2 separate regions of the Mus musculus genome follow, and region 2 is linked to region 1. Evidence: chromatin contacts called from public ChIA-PET data. All regions are on one chromosome and are shown on one strand. Each heading gives the region's core, a stretch centred on a gene start, on an enhancer-like site or on the middle of the called end of the contact. The rest is flanking DNA. Distances are from core to core; before and after follow the strand shown.

Region 1 (4,311 bases), core at 764-3,263:
AGCCCCAGGGACCCTGAAGGGAGGGTAGGAGCTTTACCGGCTCCTGGCACCAGTCACACATCCTCCCCCCCCCGCCCCCAGAGATTTGTGGCCATCAGTTACGTAGGGGCAACTCCCCAAGCCCTTCTACATGTAGCTGAAGCATCCCTAACATCTCAGACCAAGCCAATAGGAAGCACCTACTGTCAGACTCCAACTAACCCCAAAACTGTACATATGATCCTATCCAGAAGGAATAAGCGTCGTCTAAGAGCATGTCTTTTGTTTGTTTTTGTTTTTTTCGAGACAGGGTTTCTCTGTGTACCCCTGGCTGTCCTGGAGCTCACTCTGTAGACCAGGCTGGCCTTGAACTCAGAAATTCTGCCTGTCTCTGCCTCCCAAGTGCTGGGATTAAAGGCGCGCCATCACTGCCTCAGCTAAGAGCATCTGTTTTAAGAGCTGTAACACGCCGGGCGTGTTACATAAAAAGAGGCTGTTAGAGACCATAAAAAGGGCTGTTCAGCCCCACCTCGCTCTCTTACTTGTCTTTCTCACTCCTTTGTTCTCTCACCTCTCACTTCTTTCACTCTTCTCTCCTTTCTTCTCTCTGTCTTTTCCTCTCCTCTCCTCTTTCCCTCTTACTCTCTTTCTCTCTAGCTGTTCCTCCTCTCTCTCTCTCTCTCTCTCTCTCTCTCTCTCTCTCTCTCTCTCTCTCTCTCTCTCTCTCCCTCCCTCCCTTCTCCCTGCCTTTCTATAATAAAGCTCTAAAACCATAGAATGTCTCTGCTCATCAAGTCCCACGGTGTTTGGAGGATGGGACAGGCTTTCTCCTAATGAGCCATTTCTAATCTGTTAGAAGGCCTTCCTGTGCTCCAGTCAAGATCTGCTGCACTCACTCTCACAGGTGTTGGGAACCTCTTCCCTTACCCCTCTCTCCTATAACCCTGGTGGCTTTAGCGAAGTAGCTCCGGGGTTCCTAGGTAGGGCTGCCCCTTGGCCGCCCCCTGAAGGGTCAGAGGCTTGAATGCTCACCCAGGGCTGAGTAGAAAGTGTATGGCAGCTCTTCCATGCCTGATAGACCAGAGGATAGGGAAAACTCTGGAGGGTTGTGGGTTTTTCCTCCCTCCTCTTCCCCAGGCCCCCCTTTTTAGTTCCCATCAGTTACCTGGCAACAGTCAGGTGTGCCTGACTCACTATAAAAGGGGCCACTTGTCTCCTCCTCACTCTCCTGACATCTTGCTCCTGCTTACCCCTCTTTCCCCATTCCCCTCCCCCCTCTCTCTCCATGTGCTCATGACCTGATGACCAGTCTCTCCTCCCCTCCCCTCCCCTCCCCTCTCCTTCCCTCCTCTCCTCTACCCCGCTCCCTGCCTCTCTCTTGACTTCCATCCCATGCTCTAAACAAACTCTATTCTATACTATACCCTTGTGTGGCTGGTCCCTCAGGGGGACAGAGATGCCTCAGCATGGGCCTGCAGAGGGCCCTTCCTCCACACCTTACCATACTTCTACCAAACATATTCCTTCTCTCCATCTTTTTTATAAAACACAACAACGGGTAGTTGTGAGTCTCCTAATGTGGGTGCTGGGAACTGAACTCAGGTCCCTGTGGGGGCAGTATGCTCCATATCCCCAGCTGAACCAGCTCCTGATCGCCCCCTTCTGATTTCCTTCCTTCCATCCCCTCATTCTGCCGATTGAAACATGGGTAAGTCTGTGTTTTGGGGGTGAAATTATACCATTTCGAAATTTTGTTTTGCCACTAACCACGAGGTTACTTGACAGTTCCGTGCCACTGGGTTCTCTCTAATTAACAATCATAACATAGACAGTCTCTGGGTCACAGGTGTTCCTGCGCTGGTTAGCTTAGCTGTTTTGGTTTTCTGAGACGTGGCCTCACTCTGTAGCCCAAGCTGTCTATGAACTCATGAAGCCAAGGCTTGGTGTCACACTCTTGGCAATCCTGCTGCCTCAGCCTCCCCTCTTTGAAGGATGCCTGTGGGATATTTCACAGTGCTGCTTGGCCCAGCTGTGAAACCACAGCTAAACCCTCCCAGTTCCTCTTTGTGGGCGGTTTACTAAGTTCCTCTATGTCAGTCACTTTCCTTGTCAGGGTCCGATTCTGGGTCTCCCTAGACTCACAACATCCAGTTCATCTTGTCAAAAATGTTCTTATTCATGGCTGGCTTTTTTCCCCCTAGTCTGTAAAATGGTTGCAAATACCCAGGTAGCTCAACACTGAGTTAAACACATCTCACATGTTAGGCACGCCCTTCCCCTAAGGTTCAAGGTCATCTGAGCCCAACTGCAAATGCAGATGCAGCCTTCACGAGGCCTTGCACTCTCTCAGGAGGCTCTTAAGGAACCAAAGCAAGCCTCTGGGGGAGGTGACTTGGCCAGTGTTTGTTGTGTCCTAGGATCTTAGTTCAACCCAGGTTTCTTTCTCAAGCTCTTTCCTGCCACTAAAGTCTACAAGCTCTGGAGCAAAAGCCAAAACACACCCTTGCTTCCCTAATCTGTTTTTGTCATTTGTCCTTCCTAGGGGAATAAGCAATGGCTACAGCAAGACTGACCTTGGACAGACTCCTCGTCCGTCCTTGCCTCCCTGTCCCAGTGCTGGAATGGCAGAGGTGTCCCATCATGCCCGGCTTGTGAGAACCCAACCTTATCATGGGAGACTTGAATCTTAATCCACATTGTAATAAAGCCCATGTATTGTTGTTGAAGAACCCTGTGGGGCATTGGGCTTTACACAGACAGCTTGGTCTCCAGTCAAGCTGAGGTTGTGAAACCTGGTAGGACCTGGAGGTGATAATTCACCTGTATGGGATGAGAGGCGTTCCCTCATGTCTCCTGGACTCCTGGCTCCTGTCAAGTTTACCCCCCCCCCACAACCCCCACAGGAGAAGTGTGTGGCTAGTAGTTGAGTAGACAATGTCCCAAGCTTCTGACCTTCAGGCTAGACTACTCCCAGTTACCTAGCAACAAGATAACAAGCCCACCATAAGAGGGGCTGTTTGGCTCCTTCTCACTCTCTTACTCTCTCCCTCTTACTCTCTTAAACTTTTACTTTCCTTATTCTCCCTCTTACACTCTCCCTCTTATTCTTTCCCTCTTACTCTAGCCTTTCTCTCTCTCTCTCTCTCTCTCTCTCTCTCTCTCTCTCTCTCTCTCTCTCTCTCTCTCATTTCCCCCCTCTCTCCTTTTGACCATGGCCAGTTTCTCTCTCTTTTACCTTCTCTCTTTCCCCTTGCCTTTCTACAATAAAGCTCTAAAACCATAAACTGTCTCTGTTCATCAAGGCCTGCCGAGCTTGGATGATGGGATAGGCTTTCTCCTAATGAGCAGTGCCTAATCTCTCGTCAGAAGGACTTCCTGTGCTCCAGCCACGGACTGGACTAAGGACTCTCACCTGCGTGGGAACCTCTTTCCCTCTGCTCTCTTTTCCGTATCTCCAGGGCCGAGAGTGTCGCCCTGGGGCCCCTGGTATCGGGGGCTGCCCCTTGTCCACCCCCAGCTGCCGAGTGGGGTCAGTGGCTTCACACAGCCAGATGCCCACCCAGGGCCGAGTGGAAAGCGTCCAGCAGTCCTCCCGAGTCTGCCTGCCCAGAGCACAGGAATTCTGGCAGGACATGGGAGCTCTTCCTCTTCCCCCATACCCACAGTCCCTGTCGTAGTGCCCTATGACTGGATGGCTCTCCGAGCTCGGATATAAAATGGAGGACTCCCTTTTTCATCGTGGTGTTCCTGTCTGCCTGGCTTTATCTGCAGAGTCTCCTGCAGTCATGGGTGGCTGGCCTTGCCTGAAAAGTAACTCGTACAGAGCTCTCCTCAAGGCTGTGTAACTCAGCACATAAGCCCTGCTATGGCTTCCTGCCCACATGATAATTAGCTGCTGTAATATGTCCCATCAGCCCATCCTGCCACATGATGCTATGGCCAATCAGCCCTTTCCACTGTACCCCTAAAAATGTTCTATCCCTGGAACAACAAAGCAGACTTGTCTTGCTGCAGCAGTCTCCAGAGGTCCCTTAGTCATACCTATAGCCATCTGATCCCTGCTGCCCTCCTCTGCTTCCTTGTCCTCTTGGGATGGTGGCCAAGAGCCTCAGAGAAGAAGGGAAGGCCAAACTATGTCCATCAGTGTCAACAATCAGGCCAATATTCATCTATTAAGGTACCTCATATTTCCCCCCCACCCCCTCAATAGGGAAGTTTTTCTAAAAATACAATAAAGGCTAGGAATCAGGTCAGGGACAGAGCACTTTTCTGCCATGAACAAAGCCCTGGGTTTTGTTTAAGCACCGCAACATGATACATTTATTATACAAG
Region 2 (4,311 bases), core at 982-3,481, 280 kb after region 1:
AGTGTAACTGTTCCGAGGGTGTCTTCTTACAGGAGTGGGTCCTCCCACCGGTGAGTGGTTGGCTGAGGTTTTCTTCTGTCTCTTGCAGATATCACGGTCATCTGTCCCTGGGAAGCGTTCAGCCATCTGGAGCTGCATGAGCTTGCTCAGTTCGGGATCATATGAGGAGCCCAGAGGCTCGGCTGCTCTCGAGAGCGACTGCTGCTCTTGAGAGTGTCATTGCTTTACCTAATTGGTCTTTCTGAGTCTTGAAACCCAGTATTTGGAAGGACCGTATATGGCCCTGACCCATGAGTTATGGTACGTGTTCTTTCCTGAATGGTAGTTCAGTTTCATTGTTGAATAAAACGGCAGTTTTTGGGGGGTTTCCCCAACTTTACACCTTTTTCTATCTGCTGTTTTGAAGTCGTCCACACTTCTCCATAATCTGTTTAAATGTAGGCTGGACACTCCCTATGTTAGTAGTAGAATTATAGGATAGCATTAATACATTTGAAAGATTCTAATAGAATTTTTATAGATCTGCTTGGTCTACCTAGAGAGTTCCAGACTAGCTAGATGTGAGACCATCCCTCAACAAAAAAACAAAACAAAATTACAGTGTAATACATCCAGGGAAATCTGAACAAACATCTTTAAATCAACTGGGCCACCAGTGACACACAGGAAACAATTCCACTCAAGTTGAATTCACTTAATTGGTGACTTTAATTATGATTACTTCTAAGACTCTGAGTAAGGGGCTACTTCCAAGGCAGGGGCAACTTACAGGAAGTTATACCACTGAAGTAGGTGCCACCTTCTCCCCTTGAGAGATCTCTGTGAAGGGATGTTTTAAGGCCCAGTCTTTTAATGACAGCTGACATCATAGCCATCCTGATTTTAAGATGGCAGTAGTCATGTCATGTTCAGAGAAGAGTATTCTGTAATGGTTTACATCACAGTACTCCCTTCTTGTTTTTATTTTTGTTTTGTTTTTGCTTTTTTTTTTTTTTTTTTGAGACAGGATTTCTCTGTGTAGCCCTGGCTGTCCTGGAACTCACTCTGTAGACCAAGCTGGCCTCGAACTAAGAAATTCGCCTACCTCTGCCTCTCAAGTGCTGAGATTAAAGGCATGTGCCACCACGCCTGGCCAGTCCTCCCTTCTTATCTATAGAGGAATTTTGATTTTTATAGTGGAGCTGTGTTAAACACTGTATGCAAATGTCTAAAGGAGCCATGGCCACACAGGAAGTAGGTAGCAAGGCTTACAAAAGAGCCAGTCTAGTGTTAAGAGTCAAGAAATAATTCTGCTTTGCAATTGGGAAAATCCTTTACCCAGGAGTTTTACTAAATCCAAGTAGGTTACCTCAGAGGTTGCCTGCTGCTCTCACTCAGTCTTAAAGACTGAAAAGTTAAACTTAGAACCCTGACGATGTGAGCTTAGGGCTCTGGTTCCACAAAATTCCCTTTCATTTATTCATTAAAATTACTCTGCCCAATTACTCTGAGACTCACAGCTATCAGAATACCCATTGGTTGGCTTTCTGCAATCTATAACAAACCGCTTTTAAACCACCAGTGAGAAAACTCCCGAGGCTGTGAAGTTCAGACTCTGACACAAAAGCCCTCTAAGTAAAGTGCCGGTTTGCTTCACCCCAGAAGTTGTGTTAAAAGCCATGTGCACATAGCTGTCTTTCCACAACGTTTTTTAAAGGCAGTTGTGTAATGCAAGTGAGCGCCACCTGTGGTTTTAGGCTTTGTTGCTGAGAACGTGAATTTCTTCATTTCAGTTTTGTAATGTGTGGTAAAAGAATGGAGGAAATTAACTGAAGAGAAGGAAAAGAGGAGGATGGGTAGGGAAGGCTCGCATCTCTCTCTTGAGGCTATCAGTGAATTGCATGAAACTCACCCCCTAGACCCTCCAATTTGCCTGAATTCCATAATTTGAGGTTCACAGCGGCGGTAAAATAAATGGCTTTGTGGTCTTCAGTACTTAAGCATGAAAAGGGGAGACTCAGGAGAGGGACTCAGCTCTCATGAGCCTGTCCCCTGCCACCAGTGCTATGACAATTACTTTGTAATGGCTGAATAATCTTCTAGCCATAAAGCTAGAAACAGACGAGAAAAAGCAAAATATGAACTTGAAAGTGGAAGTGTTTGATGAAGGAGACAGCAGGGGAATGTGAGCTTGCACTGCAGCAGGAAACTCCCCGTGGCCTCCCTGTCTTCCCTCCAGACACCGTGAGTCAGTTGTGGCACCTGACAACCATCACCCCTTAGTCCTGCCTTGTGGTTGGTCTTTGGAGTAGGGAGGTCTAGTTCTTCAGCTGCACAAGGCCCTGGTTCACACTTAGTTTACTTTATAGATGGGATTCCCCCCCCCCTAAAGACGAAACAATGTCAACAAAACAGACTGAAGAAAAGGGTGTGTGTTAGCTACCTCTCTTATAGCCAGGACAAAATATCGGGAAACAATTTGAAGGGACTACACATATCTTGGCCAACATTTTTAGAGGATTCAGTCCATTGTGTGAGACAGTTCACATCATTGTGGCAGTTGGGAAGCAGGGAGAGAGGTGGGATACAGGGATATATAGGCCCCAAGGATGCCTCTAGTGATTTAGTTCCTCCAACTAAATACCGCCTCCACTTCCACCACCTCTCAATACACTCTCAGATTATATTATAATTTGATCATGGGACTAATCTGTTCAGTATCTCAGATCTTCATTATCGGATTGTTCCAGGAAACACTATCACAAACACATGCCTTTCTAATCCACTAGCTATCCCTCAATCTAGTCAAGTTGACAACCAGGACCAACCATTACACAGACATATCTAACGGCCAGGGAGGAGAAGGATCAGGGACATGATGCTGCAGGAGGGACAGTGGAAGGATCGATGACACAGAGCCTGGAACAGAAACTGGCAGCCACCTTCCAATGTTTGTGAAGTCGTAGTGAGGAGGCGGAATAGATGTGTCACACAGAAGGCCAGCCCTGCAGCATAGATGCGTCACACAGATGGCCAGCCCTGGGTGGTGAGCAGGCGCTGATGGAGCCTGCATCTCAGCTGTATTAGTCAGGATTTCTATTGCTGTGATGAAACACCATAACCAGAACGCAAGTTAGGGAGGAAAGTTCACCAGCTTACATTCCCACATTGCAGTTCATCATTGAAGGAAGTCGACAGGAACTCCAGCGGGGCAGGAGCCCGGAGGCAGGAGCTGATGCAGAGGCCACGCAGGAACACTGCTTCTATGTTTGCTTCCTATGGATTTCTTGGCCAGCTTTCTTTTTCCTTTCTTCTTTCCTCTCTAACTCTCCTTCCCTCTCTCCCTTTTTTTCTCTTTTTTCTTTCTTTCTCTCCTCCTTTTTCTCTTTCTTCTTTTCCTTCTCCTTCCCTCTCCCCCCCCCGCCCCCCCTCCTTTTGAGACAGGGTTTCTCTGTGTTACCTTTGCTGTACCAGAAGTAGCTCTGTAAACTAGGCTGGCCTCAGCTTCAGAGATTCACCCGCCTCTACCTCCTGTGTGCTGGGATTAAAGGCGTGCTTTCTTATAGAACCCAGGGCCACCAGCCCAAGGATGGCACCCTCCTGGGCTGGGCCTTCCTCCATTAATCTCTAATTCAAAACTGCTCTACAGGCCTCCCTGCAGCCTGATCTTATGGAGGCATTTTTCTCAGTAGAGGCTCCCGCCTCTTGGATGACGCTAGCTTGCCAAGTTGACATAAAACTGTCCAGCACAGCATCGAACTCAAACCCCTTTGTCTCTATTCTTAAGAAGCTCCAGTCCTACCATTCTCATTGTTGCTAATGAGAAATAGGCAACGCTTTACTGTAGAAACAGCACCTAGGGAAGCAGTAAAATCGTCTCAGCACTGGGGCGACAGAGGTGCCCAATTCAAAGAGGGTAATGCAGAGGTTTGAAGAAAGGGACTGGGCTGGGGGTGGAGAGATGGCTCCGAGGTTAAATGCTTGCTGTTTTTGCGGAGGAACTGAGTTTGTTCCCAAGTACCTCCATTGGGAGGCTCACAACTGCCTATGACTCCAACTCCAGTGGGTCTGATGCCCTCTCTGGTCTCTGAGAACCACCCCCACCCTTACTCCCCCCAAAAACTAAGAAAATGTTTGTTTGTTTGTTTTAGGGAACTGAAAGTAAAGGGCAGTACAATAACTTGGGTACAGCAACAGCACGGTAGCTAGAACTCCAAGAAACCTGATTAGCTGTAACAACCAGAGAGGGCAGGGCACATAGCTACAGGATGCCAGGGAATTCAACCCACTCCACTGATCCTCTGAAAGACCAGGAAAGGATGCCATGAAGCT

What was found. ChIA-PET counts read pairs in DNA pulled down with a chosen protein or histone mark.
Region 2: an RNA polymerase II ChIA-PET map of memory CD8 T cells shows a contact between it and region 1, with 11 read pairs. The contact joins two enhancer-like sites. A contact is called at or near these places in 1 of 115 datasets of contacts at active chromatin or transcription factors (memory CD8 T cells) and 1 of 9 other capture datasets (liver).

Annotation. Positions count from the first base shown.
Region 1 is chr6:136,681,853-136,686,163 of GRCm38.p6, forward strand. No RefSeq gene overlaps it. Among named protein-coding and RNA genes, the nearest start is that of Plbd1, 22 kb to the left of the region's middle. Within about 2 kb of position 2,014, at least 105 of the 459 cell types and tissues checked have an H3K27ac peak or open chromatin away from gene starts, as enhancers often do. A contact at or near this core is called in memory CD8 T cells, where this site is marked.
Region 2 is chr6:136,963,105-136,967,415 of GRCm38.p6, forward strand. Pde6h (phosphodiesterase 6H, cGMP-specific, cone, gamma) reads left to right here. Exons shown (of 4, transcript NM_023898.4): 4 at 89-379. The coding sequence ends at 165. Among named protein-coding and RNA genes, the nearest start is that of Pde6h, 11 kb to the left of the region's middle. Within about 2 kb of position 2,232, at least 151 of the 459 cell types and tissues checked have an H3K27ac peak or open chromatin away from gene starts, as enhancers often do. A contact at or near this core is called in memory CD8 T cells, where this site is marked.